5 separate regions of the Sus scrofa genome follow, and regions 2, 3, 4 and 5 are each linked to region 1. The links are chromatin contacts, called in public Hi-C maps. All regions are on one chromosome and are shown on one strand. The core of a region is the stretch at or near the end of the contact, and the rest is flanking DNA. Distances in the headings are between cores, read along the strand shown.

Region 1 (2,556 bases), core at 32-2,531:
CACTCTGCCCATCCTTCATCCAGGCCCCCAAGACCGTGATGACTGCGAAGGCCCCAACTCCCTTGGCCTTGCCCCAAGAATGTCTGTCCAGCTCGGTTTAAAACCAAAGCCCCTTTGTGAAGAACAGGGATACATTTCCAAGTTTAGAGAGTAGGGTACAGTGTTGCCATAGACCAGAGATTTCTCCTAACTGAAACTGAGAGAGCCTTCAAGAAGTCACTGTAGAGTCAGTACTCAGGCAGAAGAATGGGGGTGGGAGGATGGTAAGAAGGAGCTTTACCGCATTGGCATTCCCGCCGACCTGCATACACCTCAGCTGGAACCAGTTCCAGTTGGAATCCAACTCTGTGGACCTGTGTGCAAGGGCTGCGTGTCACCTACCAGCAGGTTCCAGGAGACGCTTCCCTGGCAGACCCACACCTGTCATTTGGCCTCGGGCTGCAGCAAGCGCCCAGGAAATATTCATCAGCCGCCACCGTGTTTCCTCCATTCTACCCTATCCATGAAAGCCTTGCTCTACATCCATCTAGTCAGATGGCTACCAATTATTTTCCAGATGGAAAGGAGGTCAAATTCTCAAGCACTCAAGCCTGGACTCGACCTTCCCCTTAAGCACAGCCACAGTCTGGCTCCAATGTATCAGCAACAAGATCAATGCAGATAACTCTTCCCTGAAACTGACGCTCGGAATGTCAATTCTGACTGTCAGGAAAGAAAGGAGTTTTGACCCACATGCGGAGTCGAACCGGCTGCGTGGTAAGGGGCCCACACTGGCTGTTTCCACTCATGAGAGGATCGCAAATACCGAACTCAGGGCGATCCAAGTTCAAGCAGCCACTCTCCCCCGATGAACCCCGGGCGGCAGGGTGGAAGCACAGCGGCCGCGAAAAGACCCTACCTGATGAAGCTGAGATGGACGCCCAGGGAGCGATGCACCCCGGAGCAATCAATGCACAAGAAAACACCATACGTGATGCTAGCCCAACTCGGATTCTTGGCGCCACAGTCAAAACAGGCCTGCGTGAAAAAGGCGATGAGCGAATGGTCAGGGGCCCCAGGTCCAGGCCGAGCGCTGACACCCCGGGAAGACAGTCCACGCCCTCCCTCTCCCTCCCTCAGGCGCCAAGGGAACCAGGGGAGTCCCTCTCGGCCAGTGCCTGGCCCTGCCCGCCTCCCACTCACGCACCTTGTTGGTTGGAATTGCGCGAAGCCTCTTAAAAAGAGTTTGGATCTCTGTCTTGCTCGGCTCGGCCGCCATTTTCTCTCCTTCCCAGATTCCAGCGCGAGCGACGGGTCGCGTCACAGGCCAATCCGCGGCCGCGAACGCGGGTCAGCGGGTGGGGCTCAGCGGGGGCCGGCCGGCCTAGGGGCGGGGTGATTTGTCCGGATCCCGACCAATGGGCGGTCGGTGGAGCAGGAGCCGAACCATCAGCGGCCTGGGCTCGGCGGCAGTCGCTCGAATCCACGCCACGCCGCGCCGGGGCCAATCCGCAGTCGGGGCGGGGCGACGGCTCGCCCGCAGGCCCAAACGTCGCCGCAGAGGCGCCCGCAGGTCCGGTCTTCTCCAGAAGGTGGAGCCATCTCTCAGGAGCGTGGGCTGCGAGACGGGGAAGCCGGCCTCTTCTCGGGCCAGATCCCAAAGAGTGAGTGATGATTAACAGTCCTACCAAGCACTCCTGGGCCTGCCGCCCTGAACGGGAAGGTAAACTGACTGGGCTCCCGCCCCGCTCAGAACTCCTCACCCAGCCTCCAGTCGTGGTCGGCTCGCATCTAGCCCTATCTCGAGTCCCTTCCGCCCCAGGTTAGGGTCCCAAATCCAAGTTAGGGTCCCAAGTCCAGAGCAGGTACCAAGTTGACAACCTTTGCCCAACCCCCACCCCCATAATATACTTCAGGCCCACGACCTCTCCTCAGTGCCTGGCTCCAGATGCCCTCGGTGGCCTGGCGGCGGAGGGGCGGGGGGTAACAAAGACGCACACAAGCCTGACAGTGTTTTGTTTTTCTTCCAAGTTTATTTTTTCCAAGTTTAATACACACTAGAAGCCACAAAAGAGTGCTGCTAGCCCAGAACTACACTCACCCCAAGCGCGCCCCAGGAAGCTCAAAACACAGACTGGGCACTGGGTCCACAACTCCTGGGGAGACCAGGGTATTCCTGGGGAGGCCCAGGCACCCCTGAGCCCTTTTGTTACCTCCTGACCTTCCCACCTTCCCCTCAGTCCAGACTCAGTTGGCCCTTCCCTACCAGTCCCTTCCTAGAGGCAGGCCCCTTTGCTCCTGGGAGTCTCAAGACTTCCTCTCTCCTGAAAGGGACAGAGGGCCACCAGGGGCAGCATGGTTCAGGGCCCTCAAGTCCAGCTGCCCAGACAAGCTAGGCTCAGACTGAAAGGGGTGGTGGGGGTGGAGAAACATGTAGAAGGGCTGTAAGGGCAGGTCAGGCCCCCACACACTCAACGTAGTTGGCAGGGTACAGGCCAATCCGGCCACTCTGCAGCTGGCCCTGGCACCAGCCCTGCTCATCCTCCTCGCTCATCTTCAGCAGCTCCTCCCCTGCGG
Region 2 (2,556 bases), core at 34-2,533, 440 kb before region 1:
TGTGGCGCAGTGGGTTAAGAACCTCACTGCAGGGGTTTGGATCGCTGTGAAGTTCTATCCCGGGTGGGAGCAGTTGGTTCAAGGATCTGGTGTTGCCACAGCACAGGTCAGCTACTGCTGGGATTCAATCCCTGGCCCATGGAACTTCCATGTGCTGCGGGTGTGACCATTAAAAACAAACAAACAGCCTTGACCTACTCAAAATTACATCTGGCACAGAGTAGATGCTCAGTCATTTGCTGAATTACTGAAGGAATCAATTTGTATCCTAAGAGGAAAAGGGAAGCAACCACGATGAACTGGATACAAATTATCTTTTCACATCAGCACCAGAGAAGTACAGTTCCAGAAATGTGAAGACCAGAAAAAATAAGAGTCATACAGTAAAGTCAAGATTTTAATCCATGTCTATCTAAGGTGGTCTCTTTGTGCAGGTCAATCCTTCAATACTTCTCTTAAGTGACTGTCATTCATATGATTCTCAAAGTTCTACAAAAGGGCAAAGTAAAGCTTCTCTAAACTCCTCCAAGGAGAACTGAAATAACTTGAAATCATATTCTCTGGAATTGTGATAGGCCTCCTAGTTAGGGCTCCAGAATTGCAAAAATGCAAACCCCACAATACAAAGCAAGCCTTTCAACTACAATCACGTTTGCATAAAGCCTCATGGTTCACAAAAACCGGATTGGGTGCTACAATCCTGTCTCACAGGTTAAGAAAGAGACATGAAAGCGTGGCCTAATAAGTAGCAAGGTGGAACACTTCGCCCGAATTTCTTGTTTTAGCACTTCCCCAGATCGGACGAGGGAGACTTCCCCTTCCCATGAGTTTACTCGATGACAGCGAGCGAGAGGCCAGGAAGAAGCCAGCAAAAGAAGCAAAGTCCTCTCGCTGCAGACCCGCGAGTGGGGCAGAATCCCGGCAGCGGGAAGGCCAGGTTCCCAGGCCCCATTCCACCCCTGCTCCCTTCCTCGGATCCGCTTGGATGCTCCCCATCCGGACCCCATCCCTTCAAATGACCTGGCCAGTCCTTTTCCTTCCCGCCCCGCCCCCAACCTCCCAGGCAGAACTTGCACCCCGCAGCTCACCGTGGTCGGGTACCGCTCCCTCTGCCACGCCTGTCAAAGATCGGCAAACATCCGGCTCCGAGGTGGAACGGGAACCGCCCCCTCCCTGTCTCTTCACTCCCAACCACTTCCGCCACACCTCCAACCCACTTCCGACCCGCTGCCCGGTCCAAACATGGCCTTTCCAGGATCCCCGCCCACTTCCTGTACGTGCTGCTCACGTGCCTCCTTGGCTGCGGTGGAGTAGAACCGTCCGATTCGTCCCTCCCAAAAGGAGGCCCTGGAACAGTTAGTTCCGATGTTCCGGGTACTCGAATCTCTGGTGGACCTCCGGAATCCTTAGCTCGTATTCTTCTCGGACAGAGATTCGCCTCACCAGAATTCCCAAACTCCTGGTCTTGTGCACCAGTTAAGGCTGACTCTTACGATTCGTTCCCGAGAGGAAATTTGGGTGTCAATGACTGTTTCCGGGAGGAGCCTAGAAGGTGACACTCACTTCCGGCGGAGGGAGGCTTTTCGATCCGGGATGGAGGAGGCGGAGGAGCTTCTCTCGGCGAAGGGAAGACTGCAGTTCGGTGAGCGGCCTGCGGTGTCTCCGACCCTCGGCTCAGATATTCCTGACGTTCTCTGGTCAACTCTTATCCCCCGACCCTTTTCCTCCCGAGCCTGGCATCCTCCTCCGGTGCCCTCAAAATCTCGGGGGCTTCTTTTAAGAGCCCTCGAAGTCCCTCAGGTCTTTTCGGGGCCCCTTAGAGTCTTTATATATCTCTCAGACTCTTGAGGCCTAGCTGGACCTAGGGTTTTCTCCCTCATCTTTCCCCACCCCACTACCTCTTGGGCGGCTTCCTCACTTCTTCACTGTCTTCCTCTCTCGCTGCAGTCCCCGGCCCACGCCTGGACCCGGACTCAGGATGGAGCCCTTCCGGAGAAGGCTGTGCACAGGGACCCAAAGATTTCCCAGCCAGACCGACCCGAGCCATCCTCGCTCTAAAGAGCCTCCCCCGGGGCTTGGCCCTAGGTCCCTCACTGACCGAGGAACAGCGCTTGGGGGTCTGGTGTGTCGGGGAACCCTTGCAGCCGGGACTGCTCTGGGGACCACTGGAAGAGGAGTCTGTCTCTAAGCAGAAGGGTGATGCAGCGGAAAGAGAGCAAAAAGAGGTATTAAGGGATCGGGCATCTCCCTTCCATGATTGAAAATTTAGTTCAGACATTTCTTGTTAGAAGATGCAGAGTATTTAAAGGGATAGGAGATGGTTTGGCCCCCTTCTGTCCAGGACTGTCTTTTCTCCTTCCTTGCAGTAATTAAGAGGTGCAAAAAATTGTTAAAAGCTGAATTAGTAGAGTGTTAGCAGTTACAAAAGTCAAGAACAAAGGTTTTGGGAATTAAAAAGCCCCTGGGATCAAATCTCAGCTTTGTCACTTAGCTGGTCAGATGGCATGTAAAATAAAGGAATGGCTCTTTATTTTAATCCTCCAGGATTATTTGGAG
Region 3 (2,556 bases), core at 18-2,517, 410 kb after region 1:
TGAATCTACACAAATCAAATCATCAATATTTAATAAATGGAGTCCTCCCTAGTGTGTTGCTTCTTTTTAACAGAAAAGTAGAGGACAGGGGTTCTAAAAACTGCTCCCATCCTTGGTACTATGCATGATGTAATTCCATCAACTCTCTACAAAAAGTGAAAAAAATGAATGACCTGCCTATCACAGGGAAACTTTGAAAGGCAATTGAAAATACTATCTAACAGTTGATATCTGCTGAAACCTGGCATACTTGACTGAGAATATAAAATACCATTTAAGAACTATTGCACAGTAGATTAGAAACTAACATACATACTTAAACTTGCTAAAACTCTTTTAGCTGAACTGATTTCCAGCTCTGACAGATGTGAATTTCACTGTCATGAGCCATATGGGCTGCTGTTGGATCCTTCAGAAATTTGACTCAGCAACCACTTCATTATCACTTCTGAATGAGCTCCTTGTTTCTCTAGGTATCTGGTGCTAAAATCTCAGAAGAGAATAGCAGCAGCTACAGCAGCAAAAAAAAGAAAAGAAAAGCTAACAAAACGTTGGCTCCCCTCTAATTTCAGATTTGTCTTCAAGAGATTTTAAGTCTTGCATTTGGGGCCCAGGAGGAGAGATGAATTCTAATTTCAGAGATGCGGAGAGGGGAGGGTTGGGAAGTCCTTGGCGATGCCCGGCCTGGATCAACCTCAGGTTAGAAAAAACAAAGTTCAGAGAAGCCACTGGGCAGGGCAGGGAAGGACAGGGCAAGGCGGCAGTTGGCTACCGGGAACGGAGAGGGCCTCCCCACTTGACCGCGAGGCGAGATCTCGGGAAGGCCCAGGGCCAGTGGAAGCTCCGCGCGCGGTGGAAGTTGTCCCTGCGGGGAAGGAAGAGGCGGGCAGCAAAGGAGCAGCATCTCGGGAGATTGAAGGCCTGGGATGGTTGAAGCCGGTCCTCAGGCACCGTGGGCAGCGGCGCCTGAATAAGGCGCCTATCGGGGAAGGGAATGGCGAGGACTCATACCTGGATGAGCACCTTCACGTACATGAGCGGCTGGGACAGGATGGTGAGACCGGAGCCCAGGAGCACCTGACTGGCCGCGTCCGCCATGATGGCACCCGCGGACGGACAGACAGACGCAGCCACCAAGCGACCGAGCCGGTCCCAGATCACGTGCCAGGGCCGCCGGCTTCACTGGCCTGCCCGCGGCGCGCGCGCGCACGCACGCAGCGGCGCGCGCCTCTCCGCCCAGTCCCCGCCCACCGCCACGCCCCAAGAAACGGCAGGCGCTCGCGAGCGGGAGCAGGGGTCGGGGCGGGGCTTATGCCCTCCACTAGGAATGGCAGTTTCTCTTGCGCTTGCGCGGGCTGGAAGGGCCCAGGCGAAGAAGAATGGGCGTGGCAATGGGGAGTGACCCTGGCCGCATGGGCAAGGTCAGAGTAATAAAAATAATTGAAAAGGGATCTTCGATATTCTTCGCCTCTGCACTTGCTTTTTTGGCATCAGCAAAGTAAACTCTAAGGACTACTCAGCATCAGAATCATAATCTAGTGGCCAAGAAAAACTAGATAGAATAATGACTCCATCAGGGGGTTGCTATTGGTGCATTCATTCATTCATTCATTCAGTTAATGTTAAAACTTCTCGGAAACACATTTTCTGACCTATATTTAAATTCCCCTCCCCTTTGGGAGTTCCCGTAGTGGCGCAGTGGTTAACGAATCCGACTAGGAACTATGAGGTTACGGGTTCGGTCCCTGCCCTTGCTCGGTGGGTTAACGATCCGGCGTTGCCCTTGCCGTGAGCTGTGGTGTAGGTTGCAGACGTGGCTTGGATTCTGCGTTGCTGTGGCTCTGGCGTAGGCTGGTGGCTACAGCTCCCTAGCCTGGGAACCTCCATAGGCTGCGGGAGCGGCGCAAAAAAAGACAAAAAAAAAATAATAATAATAATAAATTTACCTCCCCTTTATTTCCTACCACATTGTCTTTTAACACTTATCATTGTCTGAAATTTATCTTTTTGTCTCCTCCACCGGAATGTAAACCTCGTGAATTCAGGAGCAGGAACTGCCTTTGTTTCTTACTCAACGCCTGGCACATACTAAATGCTCAATAAATATTTATTGCCTATGTGAGCAATTACTTCAGTGCCTACCAGGCTACATGTTACAGACGCAAAAAGGAAAAGGCATTGTCCTTACTCCTTCAGCTCCAGCACACACATTCTATATCAAACAGCACTTAGGCACTTAGGCAGAGCCTGGCACAGAGAATGAAGCAGGAAAGAAAACTTGCATTTTAGATTCTGGTTCTCCTTTGTATACAAATGATTTGGAAGTCGTTTTATCTTTTGTTTTCAGTTTTTGTGTCTAAATCTAAGGATAACACTACTACCTTCCTCTTGATGTTATTGTTAAGTGAAATCATGCATAGGATAAGATTTTTTTAAACAGTGTATTAAAGGAGTTCCTGTCGTGGTGCAGTGGTTAATGAATCCGACTAGGAACCATGAGGTTCCTGGTTCGATCCCCGGCCTCGCTAAGTGGGTTAGGATCCGCCGTGGCTGTGA
Region 4 (2,556 bases), core at 24-2,523, 350 kb after region 1:
ATCCTGCAGCACAATTACCCGGTTGTGGGCCTCCTTCAGGTTGGAAGTGAACATGGACCGGAAGAAACAGCTCTGAGCTGAGAGGACCAATCGGTGGAGCTGAAACTCTCGGCCTTCCACTGAAATAGTGACATCAGCAAAGAGCTCTTCCTCCAGACACAGTTTCATGATGCCCTGAGCCACACGGCCTGAGTGTGACCTATCTTTGAAAGTGTAGTTCACAAAGTAGTTCTCATCCATGGATGCTCCAGGCTCCTCCGGTGATTCCATGGTAGTAGCCAACTTCTCTCTCTGCCAGCTGTCTGCAAAATACCACCACCCTGAATAACTTAAGGAAGTCACAACTACAGTCTACGAATCCAACTGTCCAATTCACGGGGGGAGAAGGGGGAAATGAGGGCACAGTGGGCCAGATTAGCCTTAGTTCTAGCCTTGCTAATGATATCTCTAACATTCTCCTTCAACCAAAGCTGGGTTCATTCTCCTGAAATAACATTCCATCCCCAATGAGATAAAAATTTCCTACTCTGGGTGTTTCTCTGAGAAAACACAGAATACTCCTTTTCATGATGCAACAAAAGGCGTGGTATTTAGGTCAACACATGAACGCAAGTGATTGGAGGAAGCCTATGATTTAAAAAACCTGGCAAAAAGGCTTACTAACCAAATAACTATCGAATATAAAACTAATGAGGCTCGGAGCAGCAGAATCCGACAAAAAAGACCCCCTCTTTCCCCTTGCTTGTGATCCATACCTTTTAATACAAGGCTTGGCTTGGGACATGTTAATCCTACATTTGCTCTTTTCTGAGCCTCTCCCTGGCACTTCCCCGCTCGCCCTAATGACTCCCCAAGGCTTCGTCTCAGAACTCGACACGGAACCCAACCATCCCCAGCAAGGGGCCCAAGGAGGCCCATTGCCACGTGCAGTGTCCCCGCTCCACCTGGAGTCGCCTGGGAAACGGTCGCCAGGGAAACCGTTCTTCTCTCCCCCTCCCCCTAGCTTGCCTGCTGGCCCTAATCAAAAGCTTAGCTGGGGGAGCGGAGGAGGGGTATGGAATGTGGAACCCAGATCTCCCGCCCCTTCTCCTCTCACCGGTCCGGTTCTTTAGGATCCTCTCCTTCTCTCCAGCCTCTGTCACAACAAGCTAGGGTCACATTCACCTCACGGTTTCCCCACCCGCGGGCTTCGCTTTCTCACCTGCCTTCCCTCCTTTCATTCCGAAGCCCGGAACCCGGAACCTCTGCTTCCGGCCCCGCGTCCGCCCGGAAGAAGATCCGATGCACACTTCCGCTTCCGGTCCGTGCCCTTGGGGCTCCGTGTCCTGCGGATCTGGCTTCTGCTACCTGGTTTGCAGCCGGGAAACATGGCGGCGGCGGCGGCTGCAAGGGGCTGTTGGCGGGGGCTCGTGGGGCCCGCGGCGGTGGCTAGGGGTGAGCAAGGGCAGCAGGCTGAGGGCCAGGGGGGGAGCGGCGGCGCGTCCAGCGCAGGGAGCCCCCTCAAGCCTCACCCTGCGCTTCAGTGCCTCTATATTCCCGTGCAGTGTCCGGGCGACCCTCGGTGCTTTTGCTGCCTGTGAGGAAGGAAAGCGCTGCGGCCGACACGCGCCGTGAGTATGTGCGAGTCCGGCCCTTATGGGGACTACAGGCGGGGCCCCGTTCATTCCCTTTGTCAGATGTTTGCCCTTGTCCTGGGCTGCCCTTCTCTGCGTCCTCCTGGCAAGTCTCTTCTTGTCCTTGGAGAGCTGACTGCAACGGTCTTCACTCTGCAGGCAGAATCGGGCACCTAGTGCCCTAGAGCCTTTTCTGTTGTGCCCTGTTGCCTTTTGTCCACTTTAGTGATTTTCTTTTTCTCCGATTAAACTGTCAGCTCTTTGAGAGCAGGAAACAAACTTTGGGCTTCAGAGCCTTCTTATTATAATAATAGTTGGCGTTAGTTGAATGCTTGTTGTGCCGGGCACCTCGCTAAGCGATTAATGAATGATCTTATTCATTTCTCCCCACAATCTTACCGGGTGGATAGTATTATGCTTTTCTACTGTAGAGCAGGAAACAGTCCAGAGAAGTAAGTTGCCCAGGGTCACAGCACTAGTGAGAGACAGCAGGCCTGCTCGCTGCCTAAGGCAGAGAACTGGTATTAATACTCTGCAGCCTAGGATGTGTGGTTGCTCAGTGAGGTAGTGTTGTGCGAATGAATATATGGGAATTAGTTACGGTCAACATAAGCCCTGGGAGTAAAAAGACCCATTCTGGGTCTCAGTTTCCTCATTTGTGCAAAAATATAAAAAAATAAAGTTTCAGTGGCTCATTGCTAACGAACCTGACTAGTATCCATGAGAATGCGGGTTTGATGCGTGGCCTCCCTCAGTGGGTTAAGGATCTGGCTTGGCTGTGGCTGTGGCGTAGGCTGGCAGCTGCAGCTCTGATTCAACCCTTAGCTTGGGAACTTCAACATGTCAAGGGTGTGGCCCTAAAAAAGCAAAAAAAAAAAAAAAAAAAAAAAATGGATTTCAGCTAGATAATCTATGAGGGCCCTTCAGCCCTAAGGTTCTTGGC
Region 5 (2,556 bases), core at 40-2,539, 290 kb before region 1:
TCTTAAAAGTTTCAAAAGATTGTTAGCTTAATTTATCAGCTCTTTAGGTCAAAGAAGGACTTTTCAGGGTGATGAAAATGGAGAAAGGAGGAGTTCACCTCTCTAAAAATGAGTTTTCAATTACTATAATTATGCATAAAATAAGACAAGGAGCATTTCTGGGCCAAGATTTGAAGTCTTAATTCCCATGAGAGTTAAACTGGAGCCATGAATAAATTGGGGGCAAGTTCAGCAAAAACCTCTTCATCCTCTATTGATGCTGAATGAAAAACGCATTGTTAACATTCATCAACACGAATGTATTTTCTAATACACAGTAGCCACTTTGGCAACGTAACTTTCATCATTTTCTATCCCAGAAACAAAAAGAATGCATTCAAATCCAGCCTGACAATTACCACGATTGCGGGGTAGCTATCGTAACAGCCAGAGTGGAAGGAGCTAAAAAGTAAGAATCTAGTTTACCGAGCCCCTACCTTAAAAGTAGCAAGGCCTGCTTAACCTACACTGCTGGCTATTGTATTGGTCCCCCAAATCTTCAGAGCTGGAAAGATATCTGAACTCCACTGACATCTTTGGAAGAGAAAGCCAGGCGGAAGGGCGGAGCGGTATGATCCGAATCGTTAAAATCGCACCACGCCGGTGGGAACACAGGTGCGCGGGCAGGACCACAGGTGCGCGGGCAGGCCCCGGTCCCCCTGTCCTTGTTACGTTCTAAGGCGACCAGGCCCTTCACATTCACCACAGCCCTCGGAGGCTCTTACTCACCCATTCATTCATTTGACAATTACGCGAGGGGCGCCGTAGCAGCCCCAGCTCGCAGGCCCCCGCCCCAGTCCCCGAAAACCCGGAGCCTCCAGGAGAGGCCCTGCGCCGCCCGCGTCGCCGGCGCTGCCGCCCGCAGCCCACGGCAGCGCGCTCTGGTCACCAGCCCCAGCCTCCGTCGCACACGAGCGCCCACGCCCCCCGCCCTCCCAGCCGCCTCAGTCCCCCGGCCTCCGCCCCGCCTTGCCGCCTCAGATCCGCCGGGTTCTTGGGCGAGGGAGGCGCGTGTCGGCGAAGGCCCCCCCGCCTGGGGTCCACGGCCTCGCCGCGCGCGCGACTCCAGAACCCGAGGGCCTAGGTGGGTGGGTCCGGCCCACAGTGCACTCACCTCCGCCGGGTCAGAACCGAGGGGCTTCTCCAAGCCGTTTGAAACCGCTTGGGCCGCCGCACACCCCGCAGTGTCCTCGTTGTTTATTGGTTCCTCTCGGACCGCCCATCACACTTCTATTGGTCCATTTGAAAGAACTATGGGCACGCGCCGCCCGCAGCCTTAAAGGGGCCGCGCGCAGGCGTGATTCCCTTGGGACTGGGAGCTGCACTGTCAGGTAGGGCAGAGGGTAGCTGGAGCCAAAGCTGCAGACAACCCCAGAAAGGATGATGGGTGTTTATAGAGCTGTGCATCCGCGGCCGTCAGCATTTTGCTTTATTTAACTACAGGTATTTAAACTGCTGTCAACACCTGGCACTTTTTTTTTTTTTTTGGACTCATTTCATTCACCAAATATAGATTTGCAGTTAAATGTGTTGGGAAAACTAGAGAGGCAGCTAGGATTTAATGGAAAGAGGATGAATGGAGACAGAACGCTGGATTCTAGTGTTGGACCTTCTCTGGGTAAACCATTTTTCTCAGTATATCATCTGGAGCTTAGTTTCCTCACCTGTAAACCGGGATAATGATGACCTTATAACCTTAATGTGAGGATTTAATATAACTAATTGAATGTCTAGGACGGGCCTTTAAACAGTAATGTGTTCTGCAAAAGCTTAATACTCCTCTTATTCATAAAAATGAGAAGCTTGAAGTTCCCGCTGTGGATCCCATGTTTCAGCAGCTATGGCGTAGCTCCCAGTTGTGACTGGGATTCGATCCCAGGTCTGCGGAATTTCCATATGCCACCGGTTCGAGCATTAAAAAAGAAAAAAAAAATGAGAGGCTTGGTTAATACGGTCTCTAAAATTCTTTTTTTTTTTTTTTTTTTTATTATTTTATTTATTTTTTTGTCTTTTTTTTGTTGTTGTTGCTATTTCTTGGGCCGCTCCCGTGGCATATGGAGGTTCCCAGGCTAGGGGTTGAATCGGAGCTGTAGCCACCGGCCTACGCCAGAGCCACAGCAACGCGGGATCCGAGCCGCGTCTGCAACCTACACCACAGCTCACAGCAACGCCGGATCATTAACCCACTGAGCAAGTGCAGGGACCGAACCCGCAACCTCATGGTTCCTAGTCGGATTCGTTAACCACTGCGCCACGACGGGAACTCCTCTAAAATTCTTGTTTAGCGCTACATTCAATGTTTCTATGAATACGATCTTGTCCTAACCCCCAAGGAATTTGCAAACTACAGTGATCAGAGGAATAAAACATACAGACTAGTAGCTAAAATTCAAAGCAATGTGAAAACAATATAAAAGAAAAGCTGTGGATGTTTATCTGAAGGGAGAAATTAGATGGGGGAGGATCCGTGAAGGGGATAGATTTTTAATCTGGGATTTAAAGCATATGTCGATTACC

Evidence for each region. Hi-C and Micro-C count contacts between places; a contact is called where the count stands out from the background.
Region 2: a contact with region 1 is called in a Hi-C map of skeletal muscle, with 12 times the contacts expected there. The contact joins the promoter of ZNF408 here to the promoter of ARFGAP2 in region 1. A contact is called at or near these places in 2 of 5 promoter capture datasets (fetal liver and liver) and 3 of 47 Hi-C or Micro-C datasets (heart right ventricle, liver and skeletal muscle).
Region 3: a contact with region 1 is called in a Hi-C map of liver, with 2.4 times the contacts expected there. The contact joins the promoter of MTCH2 here to the promoter of ARFGAP2 in region 1. A contact is called at or near these places in 1 of 5 promoter capture datasets (fetal liver) and 2 of 47 Hi-C or Micro-C datasets (heart right ventricle and liver).
Region 4: a contact with region 1 is called in a Hi-C map of skeletal muscle, with 4 times the contacts expected there. The contact joins the promoter of NDUFS3 here to the promoter of ARFGAP2 in region 1. A contact is called at or near these places in 1 of 5 promoter capture datasets (fetal skeletal muscle) and 3 of 47 Hi-C or Micro-C datasets (liver and skeletal muscle).
Region 5: a contact with region 1 is called in a Hi-C map of liver, with 4 times the contacts expected there. The contact joins the promoter of CKAP5 here to the promoter of ARFGAP2 in region 1. A contact is called at or near these places in 1 of 5 promoter capture datasets (liver), 2 of 47 Hi-C or Micro-C datasets (heart right ventricle and liver) and 1 of 2 datasets of contacts at active chromatin or transcription factors (skeletal muscle).

The regions. Positions count from the first base shown.
Region 1 is chr2:15,389,328-15,391,883 of Sscrofa11.1, reverse strand. ARFGAP2 (ADP ribosylation factor GTPase activating protein 2) reads right to left here and starts at 1,281. Exons shown (of 16, transcript NM_001244552.1): 1 at 1,187-1,281; 2 at 899-1,017; 3 at 281-353. The coding sequence starts at 1,258. It overlaps PACSIN3 (protein kinase C and casein kinase substrate in neurons protein 3), which reads right to left. Exons shown (of 10, transcript XM_021085228.1): 10 at 1,991-2,550. The coding sequence ends at 2,435.
Region 2 is chr2:15,833,276-15,835,831 of Sscrofa11.1, reverse strand. It overlaps ZNF408 (zinc finger protein 408), which reads left to right and starts at 1,283. Exons shown (of 5, transcript XM_003122824.6): 1 at 1,283-1,642; 2 at 1,948-2,225. The coding sequence starts at 1,525. ARHGAP1 (rho GTPase-activating protein 1) reads right to left here and starts at 1,547. Exons shown (of 13, transcript XM_003122825.5): 1 at 1,089-1,547.
Region 3 is chr2:14,981,702-14,984,257 of Sscrofa11.1, reverse strand. MTCH2 (mitochondrial carrier homolog 2) reads right to left here and starts at 1,267. Exons shown (of 13, transcript XM_003353877.5): 1 at 1,012-1,267. The coding sequence starts at 1,098.
Region 4 is chr2:15,035,597-15,038,152 of Sscrofa11.1, reverse strand. NDUFS3 (NADH:ubiquinone oxidoreductase core subunit S3) reads left to right here and starts at 1,273. Exons shown (of 7, transcript NM_001243796.1): 1 at 1,273-1,434; 2 at 1,545-1,610. The coding sequence starts at 1,368. It overlaps KBTBD4 (kelch repeat and BTB domain-containing protein 4), which reads right to left and starts at 1,434. Exons shown (of 4, transcript XM_003122803.6): 1 at 1,202-1,434; 2 at 1-302. The coding sequence starts at 1,220.
Region 5 is chr2:15,679,456-15,682,011 of Sscrofa11.1, reverse strand. It overlaps CKAP5 (cytoskeleton-associated protein 5), which reads right to left and starts at 1,289. Exons shown (of 44, transcript XM_021085236.1): 1 at 1,154-1,289.